Regions from separate parts of the Pan troglodytes genome. Here region 2 is linked to region 1. The links are chromatin contacts, called in public Hi-C maps. All regions are on one chromosome and are shown on one strand. The core of a region is the stretch at or near the end of the contact, and the rest is flanking DNA. Distances in the headings are between cores, read along the strand shown.

The links. Hi-C and Micro-C count contacts between places; a contact is called where the count stands out from the background.
Region 2: a Hi-C map of stem cell-derived neural progenitor cells shows a contact between it and region 1, with 3 times the contacts expected there. The contact joins two enhancer-like sites. A contact is called at or near these places in 3 of 7 Hi-C or Micro-C datasets (induced pluripotent stem cells and stem cell-derived neural progenitor cells).

The regions. Positions count from the first base shown.
Region 1 is chr13:65,232,949-65,240,247 of NHGRI_mPanTro3-v2.0_pri, reverse strand. No RefSeq gene overlaps it. Among named protein-coding and RNA genes, the nearest start is that of KCNH7, 340 kb to the right of the region's middle. Within about 2 kb of position 4,522, at least 2 of the 24 cell types and tissues checked have an H3K27ac peak or open chromatin away from gene starts, as enhancers often do. A contact at or near this core is called in stem cell-derived neural progenitor cells, where this site is marked.
Region 2 is chr13:65,391,706-65,398,515 of NHGRI_mPanTro3-v2.0_pri, reverse strand. No RefSeq gene overlaps it. Among named protein-coding and RNA genes, the nearest start is that of FIGN, 380 kb to the left of the region's middle. Within about 2 kb of position 1,960, at least 17 of the 24 cell types and tissues checked have an H3K27ac peak or open chromatin away from gene starts, as enhancers often do. A contact at or near this core is called in stem cell-derived neural progenitor cells, where this site is marked.

The DNA.
Region 1 (7,299 bases), core at 3,273-5,772:
GTACCTAGGGGTTTTATTATAACTAATTATATAAAAATACCCATTGTGAGCTCAAAATTTGCATTTTTCTTTAAATTGAGAAAATAATTCCATTCCCCATCTCATTACTAGATTTGTAAAAAAACAAAAACAAAAAACCTAAAGGCAAAATTAGGAAGGCTGAATTATATAAATCATCAGTCTTGGAGAAATAAGAAAATGCTTAAACACAAACTTCCTCCTAAGAGACTGGTCCACAGTGCCACCTTCTGTTGATGACCCAGTTCTTCTGTTTTGTGTTTTGCATTGATTTCAAAACCTAATATTTCTTCCTCATGCCAAATGACATGCAGAAGTATGGGTTATTTTGTCCTCATTTAAAATTAGTCAACTGAAGTACTGAAATATGAAGGAAAAAAGTATTTAAAATAATTCTTGTTTCCTGTTTTGTTCACTTTGTTGCAAATTAATGCACTGTTTCCCTACTAGAATGTGGTTAATGTATTCATACCATGAAAAGAGGTATTGGGGAAGAGATGGATTCTGTACTGAATCTAAGGGTAAAGCCAAACAAAATATGATGTTTTGAAGTAATTGTAATCAAAGATGGTAAATGACTATGGTGTGCACATTCTAATATAACACTGAAGTTAATTTGTATTGAGAAGTTTATATATTTTTATACCTATTTTTAAATGGGTAGAAATGATGGATGTTTTAATGAAAAAAATTGTGAATTCAATTTTTTGAGAATCATTGAAATAGAAACTGATCATATCTAAATTTCAAGTCCTTTTATTATCTCTAAGCCTTTATTATTTAAACTAACAGGTGATTACAGTTTCCACCAGTCAAATTGGATCACCTTCCATTATTCCCTAGAAAGCTGGTAGATAAAATGCTTAGGGAAGAATATTTAGATAATAAAATACAAGCCCTATTTCTAAAGCTACTATCCAGACTTTACTTAAGCCCTACATGTCTTGGGATGCTTTGGATTGAATATTTTTTCTCTCTAGAAAATCATGGTATCCGTTTTTCCCTATCCTGTCTTATTTCGATGGCTGATTCATTTATGGGAAAATAAGCTAAAATTGGCTTTTTGTATTTTTCCTTTTCCTCCTGTTAAATAACCTTTATGTCTTTAAGTACAGCCTGACATTTATTTAGAAAATTAACATAGCATATATAACCTATCTCGAGTGTAGTTTACCAATACACTAGGCCTGTCACTAAAATGAAAGCAAATCCCTCAGATTTTAACTTATTCAAATTAGTATAACTTTTTAATTCAAAACTTAGCTATACTAACAGATATCTGGAGTCTCTATTGTAATGAAACAAAAGATTTAGTGTATTTCGTTATATATGCCATATGTATATATAATTTTATATATTTATAATTATATGTAAATTTTAACAAAAGTTTTTCAAGTGTATGTATAATTTATATATATAACATATGTATAACTCTACTAAAAACTGTATTTCATATAGTTGTGTTATGTGCTGATAATGATATTGAGTTCTGTATACTCACTACTATGCATAATGAGATTCAAGTATTCAAAAGTAATTAACTACAAGCAAATTATCTACCTAATAAGGATAATTTTAGTTTCTATATAAATTTTACTATAGGCAGCCTTCTTCCCTTCTAGCACTCAGTCAAAAATTTTTTTATTTCCAGAATTTAAGTATATTAATTAAAATTTCATCCTCCTATGACCAATTCAACAGTATGCTTAATTATTGTCAGAGAATCTCGGTTTTTATAAAAGCACATTTCTTAAATCACAAACAAGAAATTTGTCACTAACAATTATTCAGGATGTCATGTCTTTCCTTTTCATCATAAATATTGTCATTCTTTTGCAGAATGCATATTTTTGGCTATTTGAGGTGCATTATTTTTAGGGGAAAAGCTGTTCAACAGATTAGAGAATCTGAGCTAGCCAGTGGAGAAGTTAACTACATAAGTCCACTACACCTAATTATAAAAGATGAAGGTTTTAAAATTTGCATAATTGCAACTGTTGGTAGGGGTCGCTAACATATTTGCATTATCTACTTATGTTCCATACCAACACTTTTAAGCACCACTTTTAAAAAAGTCGACTATGTCAGATGCTTGTAGGTGTCAGAACATCATAACCTACAACGTAGGCAATGCCTTTTTCTACATACACCCCTGGGTTCCAATGGCTTTCTAAAATCCATTTCTACATTTTGATACTATTCCATCTTCCAACTTTTAAAAATAAAGTCTTTCTATCCATATCTGCATGTAGCAAGAGAAATGCATAATGACTAAATCAAGTCCCAAGTATTCATTTATGCCTTTTACAAATAATCATTCCATTAGCTGTAGTTCATAATAATTAACATTTACAAAGATCGCATTCACACAGTGAAAGTGCAGAGGTAGTCAAGAATAGGGGTTGGTATTCATCATAAGGGCCTTTATACTTTGGAGGCTAAAAGAATACCTAGATCTTAGGAAAATGGATATCAAATATCCTTTTGTAGCTACCTACTGTTTAAATGTCTAAATAATATCTGAAATAATTGAATTTAAAAATGGAAAGGTGGATTAATAAATCAGTTGTTGAAATTTTGCTAAGAAAAATAGTGATGACAATAGCTATCCTTAATTTGGTGGCTTCTATGTTCAACATCCAAGCATCTTCCACATATTATTTCTAATTCTCATTAAAGCCCAGCAAGGTAGATTTTTTTAATCCCTATTTTATAGGAGAAAAACCTAAAGCTCAGAGAAGTTCTGTAAGTTGCCCAAGAGGTTATAGAAATTAAACATGAATTTAAACAGACTTTTTATGACTCTATGGTCTGTGGTTTTTCCACCATTCCATTCTGCTCTCTTCCCCTAAAATTACAACTATATTTTATGAATAACACCTTCATGACAGAACCTTAATAATCTAGTTAATATGATAGATCATTGCTCTAACTTTTTTTTGCTAGTAAAGATTATTAGTTGTCACCAAAATAGTATCAAATGCATTTCATTTATTTCCTCGCTTACTCAGCTAATATTGACTCCTGGCACTGTGCAACATGCTACTATAACCACAGTGAGAGTATCAGTTAAGAAGTGAGCAGAGGCCTAGAATATTATAATAAAACAGTAAACATTATTACACCAGTGGTAAAAAATAGGTGACTGTATAGGTGACTTTAGAACTTTCTTCATAAAAATGAGCAAACCAAAAAAAAAAAAATTCAAATAGGAATTTAGAGGAAAATGCTGTGGTACAGAAAGTGTAAACCAGTGTTCTGAGGCCTGGCAAATTGCTTAAATGCATTACGACAACAAGCCAAAGCATTCTTCCCCTCTACATGACTGGGCCTGCTACTTTTATCATGTCCTGCAGTAGATTTACACGCGACATTAATGATGCAACATTGTGTATGAGTATTTGGAACACACTTTTTGGTATTAGGCAGTTTCTAAAAGAGAATATTTTAATTCTAGTTTGTAAAAGAAAATGTGTCGTTCTTGGCCTGCTCAATGTTGAGTCAGGTATAAAGACTTAGAGAAAAAATTAAGAAAGGAAGTTGATTTTTAGTAAAGAAAGAAAGGAAAAGACATTTTATTTCCACAATGAGTCATGCTTTGTAGAGTAAGTGTCTGGGGAGTCAAATGGTCAATTTTTTTTTTAACTATACAATACAAATGTAACCAGGAGTTAATTTACTCAGTCATAATGCTATATTCGTTAAAAAAAGCATTTGCTTACAAATCAAGTATGACAAGAAGATACGTTTCCTCTAATTAAAATTGCTTGTGGTATGTTGGCAATTTCCAATAATCAAGATTGCCACAGGAAGTAAGGTTGTTTTAGCTGGCTCCTGGTGAACGCATCCATTTACTTCACACTTACAGTAAATACAGAGATATTTTACTCACATTGCCCAGGTTTCCTTCAGTTTCTGTTCTCCTGAGGTAACTTCCAAGCCCCGCATTTTCCGTAACTTGATTCCCAAGCATTTTCCAGGAAAGAAAGGTATCAATGACCTGCTGGTTTTATTGTTAACTCCTTCATAATAGTATAAAGCATTTCATCATTTTCAGCTTTTTCAGTCATAGAAGTAAAAAGAAAGTACATAACTAAATTCCCTTTTCCGTAAAGATAGAATATCACTATTTCATATAATACAATCTATCCTTAGATTTTTCTGAGTGAGCATCAAAAACGTGTATGTGTGTGTGTGTGTGTGCGTGCATGCCTGTTTGGGCTCACATATGTGTGTAGTATGTTTACTGTCATATCTTCATCTTGATAATAACATAGTGTATGGCTTTGCATGAGAATTTCTTCTTCCTGCAGATTTTGATTTGCTAGTTTTTGAACTCTTGATAAATTTGGTGACACTGTGGCTGATCCACTTTATCCCTGCTTTGTTTGGGTATGGTCTTGCTCTCTGAGGCACCACTTCCCCATTCCCATTGACTTCAGGAAAGGTTCATTAGGCCTGATCTCTCTCAGTCTTTTTTCTTCCTCCCCTTTCTTCTCTCTTCTCCACGCTGGACTCTGGGGCTCTTTATTCCTCAGGTCCCCTGTAGGTTAAGCCTAAGCTCTTATCCTCTCTTCTCTTTAACTCACAGTCAGCATTGGCATCTGTATTCAGTAACCCTCCATATGAATAAATAAAAGCAGGTACCAGCCTCCCAAATCTCCAGGTCTGGCTGGACAAACAGCTTGAGATGCAGCTCCTGTCACAGTTTCATGTCACCTTGGAGCAAAAAACTTCCCAAGGCTTTTGAGATACATCTGACAGTAACTTTAATTCCCCAGTGTTTAAGTTTTCCAGACTCCTACAAACCCTCTATATAACCTACAAATAATTAATATCTAAAGAAAGCCAATTTATGGACCTAGATGTCACATCAAGGCAGAAGGAATGAACATATATGTGCATGGGATAATTAAGGGTTTCTTTATGCTTTTCAAAAGGTCTGATCTGTTGGTAGACAACGAGGGTCTGAGCCACTTTGAGCAGTTGAGTAATTTGCATTTGCCAAGAGTTTTCACTTCCCACTCTGTATATAAATGATTCTTATTCTTTTTAGATATTCTGCCTTTTTCAAATAGTATGCTTCTTCGAAAATATTTCAAAATGATTGCAGTCTGAAAACAAATCTTGTGGTGGGTAGGGCTAGTACTCTATTTCTTCTGAGGTTTGGCTCTTGCTTTTGTTTTTATACATAAGGTTTAAACAAAGTTCAGCCATTTGTATTGTTAGTTCACAAAACATTATCGTCCTTGGTATATTTAAGTCCCCTATATTGGTGAATTGGTTGGTTGGTAACTTTTTGTTTTGTTTTGTTTTTGTTTTTGTTTTTGTTTTTTGAGATGGGGTCTTGCTCTGTCACCCAGGCTGGAGTGTAGTGGTGCAGTTTTGGCTCACTGCAACCTCCACCTCCTGGGTTCAAGCAATTCTCTTGCCTCAGCCTCCCGAGTAGCTGGGATTACAGGCACCTGCCACCACGCCTGGCTAATTTTTGTATTTTTAGTAGAGACGGGGTTTCACCATGTTGGCCAGGCTGGTCTCGAACTCCTGACGTCAGGTGATCTGCCCGCCTTGGCCTCCCAAAGTGCTGGGATTATAGGCATGAGCCACCATGGCTGGCTGATTTGTTTATCTTTTAAAAATTCCATTTTATCCCCGTTCCTCAATCCCATTTACCACTCTCTGAATGAGCAACCATTTAAATGTGTAGCTATTTGTTATATTGTGTTCTTGGTAGGTGGATATTGACTTATGTGGATATATTTTAACATCAATGATATTGTTAGATAACTTTCCATTTTCTACTTTTATCCACCATGTTTTTAGTACCCATTTTAGGTTTTAGGTATACAGCTCATTGACTCTTTTTAACTGCTGCATAATGGTCATGTTGTATACCTATCACACTTTGTCTATCTGTTAGAGTTCTGAGCTTCAACTTCTGAGTAAACAAAAACAGACAAATATCCTAAAGATTGTTTTTTCCTTTTTACTTAGACTTTTTTTCTTTTTGGTGTCTATGCTGTGAGAAGGGGGATATAATGACTTAATGATGGAAAGAAAAGGAGAAATAATACCATCAGTATGAGTCATTTAGGATAAACAGGATTAAGTCTTTGGTGTTTGTGATTCAATATTGTATAGCAATAGAGTCTGCAGGTTTATATCTGTTTAGACTTCCTGGGTGCTAATCTTGGCATATCTACTTACCATTCACTGACTACTTCCCAACTAATAACCTTAGATTAAGTTACTGAAACCTTTGAGTATCAGTTTCTTGTCAGTAATATGAATTAAAAAAAATACACATCTTAACGTCATAATGCCACAACTTAATACTATAACTAAATGCCTTAACTGGTCATATGACCCTACTCAACACTGGGAGACCAAAAAATGAAATCTCATTAAGTGCCTAGAAGTTGCAGAGCCTGAAATATTCAGCGAACATCCTTAATGACTACCATATGCCTCACATGGTTGTTGTAAGGATTAAGGGGTTTATTTCTTATCCTGTGGTTAGTACAGTACCTACAACACAGTAGACACTGAAAAAATATTAGCAGTTATTTTATAGTTCTTAATAAGACATAAAAGACCTTTCATGCTTTCCAACACTCTCCACTTAAACATTGTATTCTATTACTTTCCAGGCCTCCCTTTTCCCCACATGTGACAAGACAAATATGCCAACACTTTCATCATGTTTCAGATGAACAGTACCCTGCAGTAATACCTTGATCTTCATTTTATTTCTTTTGGCTCTCCTAGCCATTGACTCCTTGCTTGTCCTGCCATTATAACTACATCTTGACCATTGGATCTACGTGCCCTACTGATCTTGATGACAATTCACTCACAGATGTCTTTGTTATGACTTTCTTTATATGCTTTATCACACAAATAAAATTATTGTCCAAGCTAGCACATTTTTAAGAGTGAAAGGAGAGCAATAAGTAAAAACCAGGGCTGTGTCAGGGAAACTGGGAGGGATAGTCACACTACTTTCTCCATTTCAGCAATAAATTAATGGGTGTTTTAATAGCATCCTATGTCCTTCTTATTCTATAGGGAGTTAGTTTATCAGAGTAATCTTTGCCCTGAGGATTTTCTCATTTTTTCAGATACCTTGAGAATCATTTTTCTTGAGCTCCCTCTCCTTACTTCCTCCTTCCTCCAAAGTTAGTAAATTTCTTTATGTTCCCAAAGCCACAGGGGTATACTTCAAGTTGTATGGAAATTATTTATTTACACCTCTAGCTCCATTGTAAAGTTATGAGGTCC
Region 2 (6,810 bases), core at 711-3,210, 160 kb before region 1:
TTAAATTTGTCCATGATGTTCTCAAACTTCTGGATTCAAAAACTTCCTGGACATTTTAAGTTTTTCAAATGTGATTTGAGGGCCTGCACTATTTTCAGTATGTAGGGAAGGGCCAAGGGAACACTGTTAATTCGAGAGGGCACAATATTGTAGTCAGGCATTTAAATTATTTGTAACTTTTCACCAGAAGTCGTATTCATGTTTTGGAAAATTAGTACTTAGCTAAGCTCCAAGGAAGAAAGCATTTTATTTAGTAATAGTTCAAATTATGCAGTAAAAATGTCTCTCTGTGCATTTGAACTGGCCCTTGTGGCCTGATTCAGTGTTTTGCCCATTTTCTCGGCTTTTTGAGCTTCGCACACACAAGAAATTGTACAAAACACTTAGCACTATTTTTTTCATAGCTGGTAATGGGGCTTTCACCGCACAAAGGCAAGGAAAAATTATTTGGAAAGGTGAACAGGGAAAAACTAGAAAACACTCCTCATACATTTTAGACTCAGTTTTCTGCCCCTTTCCTGCATGTTTTAAATCTAGCCACTAGGATCCCTGAAATAATATGCTCCTTAATGTTAAATACTGAATATGATCATTCATAACTGGTCCACAAAAACAAATTTCAGAAAGAAGAATGGTGTTAAAGGAAGATGACTATTTACTGACAGTTTTCTTTTTGTGCCTATGTATATAAAATCTATTTATTGCTTTGTTTATTTATCAAACTATCTCAGAATTCACATATGCATCATCAAAAATGTGGCTTTCGGCTCTTCTTGTAAATAGGTCCTATCATAAAGATTTTTAGAAGTTTTATCTTGTACAAAAAGGCAGTTTTCATCAGCAACGCGGCCATCTGTTTAGTGAAAATAGAGCTAGTTAGTGAACTGCAGACTGTGTGTGTGCGTGTGTGTGTGTGTGTGTGTGTGTGTAGAGGAGGTGGCAGTGAGGGAGTAGAAGGTCAAAGGGTAAATTCCAATTGCTGTGACATATTTTTATGAGCTGAATCATACCCAGCTTTTAGCCTTGAAAGGGGAAGAGGATCTTAGAAAAGGGAAGTCACATGCAAGGGCAGGTCAGGAAAATCCTCAAGAAGTGCTCTTCCAAATTAGCTGTTGATTGTTCTCCAACCCGCCATATCCATCCGTTTGAATTTTATTTTATTGTCCCAGGACTTGAAAAGATCTGTTTTCTATTACGCGAAACCCAGTTCAAATTTGTGTGGCAAAATATACAGTTATCTTGGAGAATTTACTTCCCTTTTGTACCTTTGATACTGTTCTCCTTGTTGGAGGGGATGAAGGGGTGAAGCCTCCTTGAAAGTGGGAAAGGAGGAGGAGACTACGCGGGAGTTCTTCCCAGCACGAGGCTGACAAAGCATTGCTACCGCAGGAAGGAAAATGCTAACCGGAGCGGGAGAAAAGACAGGAGGGGCCCCAGGAACCAAGCCTCGTTAGAGACCCTAACGACTCCACCTTAGCCTCCCCTCCCTGCACCCACGCTCTCTGGCAAATGTAGAGGCTATTTTCTGCTTTTTACAAGAGGCGCTGCCGGGGGGGGGGGGGGGCGAGAAAAGAAGAAGAAGAAGAAGAAAAAGCTGATGCTAAAATCAAGGAAGAAACAGCAGAAGGGTCAGGGGCAACAGTCAAGGCAGAAGCAGCTGCCGTGGCCGGCCCAGCCACAGTCATCTCAGTCCCAGCGGCGCGGCAGCCAGCAGCGGCCGCCGCGGCGACAGCCCGAGTGGCAACAGCTGTGGGGAGGCTCGGCTTCTTCCCTACGCCTGTCCGCGCCAGGAGTCAGAGTAGGGAGTCCCTATCGCTCCCATCTTCTGAGCAAGCAAATTCTTCTCATTCCTTCACTCGCGCCTTCTCAGCGTCAGCTGACCCGCCGCTCCCTCCCTTGCTTCGGGGATTGGCGCAACTGTCCGCCCCCACCGCACCGAGAGGCACGCGAATGACACCCGGGGTTGTTCTAGTAGTAGTAGGTGGGCCTGCGGCTTCCGGAGTGCGTTTCCTGAGCCAGCCAGACCTGGGCCTCTTCGGCCTCTATCCCCCTGTTGGCTGAACAAAATGCCCGAAGGCGTTTTGGTGGTGCGATTGCCAGTGACTAAACAGGACCTTAATTTTCAAAGTTGATGGGGACAAACCCAGGCATAACTGGAGAGGGTGACCATTTCCAAGGCGTTGAAAGAAGACGAACAAATTAGGCAATTTCAGTATTATCAGAGACAGCATTATGACCCTTTTTGTTGTAAAAGGAACATAAATGTAGCTACAGATTGAATGAAGTTATAGGCCATAAAAGGGCAGGAGAGAAAAGGGAAAAGATAATAGGCTCTGTCCATTTGAGCCTGTTACACTTACTGTTTCAAATCTATTCAGCTAGTGTTAGTGACAAATACATAGTTTACCGGCAATAATAAATGAGGGAAGGAGTAAGGATAAATATTATGGAACGCTGCTGTGTGTTTAGAATAGTGACAATTGCTGTTTATCTGCTTTTCACTTATGAAAATTACACAGGGCAAGGTCATATGTGAGACATACATCTTTATATTATTTTTTCTCACATTTTTGAAAGGGTGAGTGGAAGCATGCAACTTTATTTTCCTTATTTAGATAAGCAAATATCAACAAACCTTTCTTAAAAGTGTAGATTTCTTTCTATTACATACTTAGGCAAAACTGATTGTACTTTTTTTTGGCATTTAGAGCCATCTTGTTTACCTTCAGTAAGGTTATCTTATAATGATTGCTAAATTCTATCCAAAAGCTTATAATATTTCACATACGTTAACTTTAGCTCTCCCATTAAATTATGTATTTCTTTATGTACTTGGGCTTTTCACGAGGATTTTAGGCACATTATTCACTTGCTGGAAAATTAAATTGATTTATGTTTTTCCTCTTCTGTTTTTAAGTATAAACTCTTTAAAGGCAAAACTGAGGGTTTCTCCATAGGCCAGAAACTACTAGACTTCAAATTTGAAGTTAAACTTCAAATTTTCAATTTGTACACATAGGGTAACTGGTTTCAATTAAATGGGGAAATACATTTTTTTTTTTAATGTTAAAGAACTTCGTGCCTTAAATTTGAAGAGGTAATTATTTGATGTGGTAACAAAAGAATATTAAAGAAGTAACAGTTTATTTTGAAATTTCAAAATGCATTAATTTTATATTTTGATTATTTGAAATGGAGTGGAATATTTACAAGTAAGATTGTATAGTCACATTAATAAATGTGATCAAGTTATTAATTTATATTAGAAAAACAATTATACTACATTTAGATAAATTACATAAATTTCAGCAACACTTTGAAGCATTTTATAAAAATTTGAAAAAAATTTCTTAAAGACAAGTGAATTGATTGTCAGATAGATCATTGAATATTTTTTCCAATGTACTATTAAGGAATTTTTATAAAATGATATATAAGATTAAATACAAATTTATATTTCATTAAGAATATGTTTTCAATAAAAGAAGAAGAATAAAGCATTTATATTTCTGTGGTGAGTTGGGTTAATATAATTTTTGTGTCTCTGATTTCATTTAGATATTTTATATTTTTATTCTTCGATTTTAGGATTTTGGTGGTTTTTTTGAGGTTTCACTTAATGTATACATAGGGTTTTATCCCTTATTGTCTCTTTTCATTAGAGAAAAATCAAAGATTTATTGACTCATGAATTGATCATAATTTGTTATATTATTAAATCACTAATCTTTTCTAGATACAGCAATATTGCATGAAATTCATATTACAGTATTTTTATAAAATAACAAAATGAAAAACTGATTCATATAAAAGAAACAAACTTCTGCATCACATAGTTTAAAAATATGCATCATTTAAAATGTAGACTAAAATTGTATTTTATTTCTTTATAGTCAAACAAAAGCTCTCTGAATGAAGATTCAGGAAGAGATTTCTCGAGCTTTCTCTAAATTCAAAGTGCCCTCTACTGTCAAAAAAGTGTACTGCTCAGGAAGAGAAAATGACAAATCTGAAATCAAAATCTAGACAGTGAGAGACAGACGGAAGAAAACTACAATAGGTAATGGCGCTGCCTCTCAGCCCTGGGGCGATGCAGTTTGGAATGTTCCATCAGTAAATAGTTACGCTCCCCTTCGAACTTAAAAGTTACATTAAAATTATTTGGAACTTTATAACTGTTGCTAAACTTTTATTTTCTTAGTCTTGCTTTTACAATGAAATTTTACTTTGCTGTCAACATATGATTTACTGTAAAGACTTGAACAATGCATATTGTGGACTACCCGACTAAACTTCAAAATTATGCATACCCAGATGTCTTTACTCTTGAGAAGTATTATTTAGAGGTTCTTTATGTATATATATACATATACAGTATTTTTATTTTTATCTTGGGTTTTATATATATATCAAAAAAATAAAATATCATTACTATGACAAAGCTAAATAATCAGTTGATTCAGTGTGTGAAAAGAGATTTTTAGAAAGATCATGTACACAAATAAGGTGTTGCATATTTTGTTCATTCTTAAGAAGGTGTTTAAGCATTACGAAGACAGTCTTAAACATGCTCTGTGTGTTTAGGTGCAAGCTTGTTACCTTCTTTTAATTAAATTCAGTGACCCAAAGAAAATTTTGCCGTAAGAAATTCAGGCTATTCCACAATGTTAAATTGTATTTTGTAACATACTGAAAAGTAATGAAATTTAAGTTTTGCGATTGATATAGGTGAAAAATTTTAGAAATGTTTACTATGTTTTATCATATTAAAGACCATAATATGTTAATAAATGCAGATATGTTAATACAATATTAATATATTACAATATATTAACAATGAGATAATTCTGATTGAATTCATAATTTTTATAATAATGCCAATAATTTGAAGTCAAATTAAAGAAGTTCTGACATAATTGAGGTAAGGGAAAGCAAATGATTTGTCAAGTCTCCAACATGTGTAACAGGTCTTGGTTAATTAGCTCCAGGAAATAGTTGGTCTGTATTTTAAGCAAAAGCAAAATAAAGATTTAAATAACTTGGGGAGGGATTTTGTATAAAAATCAAGGGCTATAGATTTTATATAAAATAAATATTGAAACAAGTTTGCAGTTTAATCGACTGAAATCTATTAAATTGATTGAATTGATACCTACATATTTGTATTATATGTAGGTGTCAAATGTTATACAGTTTAGTGCAAGAAATATCTTTCCTAGAGGAAGTGAAATTTAGTGTATTTAAGTAAACACAAATAAGAGAGGGAGCATGTTTGGCATCTGTATGTTTATGTATCTGCATAAATAACAATCTATTTACAACTTGAAAAAATTTTAGCAGTGGCTGTTGGGTGGGGAGAGCCTCCCTGTTTCCAGTACTTTTCTTCTCTGTTCCTCTTCAGTTCCTCTGGTTGACTATGAACTTTGCCCCACCCCAGATGTCCTTGCTGCCTTCTGTGAGGAAGAAGGGCATTTAACTAGCACTCAACATTAATGCCTTCCTGATAGATGGTTGTAACGAAGAGGGGCTTTTGCGTGCTGACAAACAAACAAATGAACATATAAATGAAAGAGAGAGGCAAAATTCAGCCCAAAGCAGTGGTTCTCTGGTGGTGGAATTTAGAGGCAATTTGGAGGAGAAACTTGTTGGGTAAAATAACATTATATGCCACTGAAGTTTAGGGTTGGCTTTACTGTCACAAACAGCACACCAGTCTTCTCAATTGTTTGAAAAACCTAGCACATCCAGTATACCTAAATATTTCCTCTGGTTGTTTTCAGTACTTTAGGGTAAATCAATAAACACAAGTATGTACATGAACCTAATTTCTTTTGAATCACCAGTTCCCTTGATCAGTGCACAATTATTTTCCACTCCTTGAAAATGAACTTTCATTTGTAATATTAATCCTAAATTTAATAAAAATGTGCCCATATTACTAAAAGTCTATTGATATGGTATATTAGATGGCCAATGAAAGGCTCTATGTTTATATTTCCTCTGTTTTTTAGAATCAACTCTTCTCTTCTGAATTCAATTTAAGATAATCTAATTTATAATTAATGTAATCGAATCTATCTAATAATAGACCCTTGTTCTTGGGCCTAAGAACTCTTCCTCATTATGAGTCCACTTAGGAAAACGTTAAATCAAGGGACTTGATGTCCTCTAACCAATGATGTGCCGAAGTGGGTCCATAGGACTCTTTCCTCTGGGAATATGAATTTTGAGTTAAATGTTATGATGATTTAAAAAGCAACAACATTGCCTTCCAGGAGAGATTGCTGTTTATTTCCTATTACCTGGAACATGGTCGCTGCTTTTTTTGAGTGTGCTTGGCCAACTATCTCATACTTTCTGTGTGCTACACAATATCCTTTTGATAAATTTCATTTCTGCTCAAGCTAGGTTGTCATTTTCTTTGTTTGCAACCTAATAAATCTAACTGACATAATGCAATGTCTTTTTCAGGGGGCAATTTGTAGATTCATAGGTGACATTTACAGAAATTTCACAAATATTCATTTCAAAGGATGGGAGCTTGGTTGAGTCAGGTCCTTGGCCCAAGCCAAGTAACATGCTTGCGCCATAGAGTGGGATACAGTTCTAAGCCTCTAAGTTACGCTGAAGCACGGATTAGTCACTCCCATTCTCATGATCTGCTGGGTTTTATGTATAGCATGGTTGACGTAAATTCTTATCTTCTTCATCCTTGCAATCTAATATTAGGAATGTTGATTTCGATGAAAAAAAAAACAATGTATGTAATGGAGATGAAGTAATTTTAGAAAACGAAATTATTACGACAGC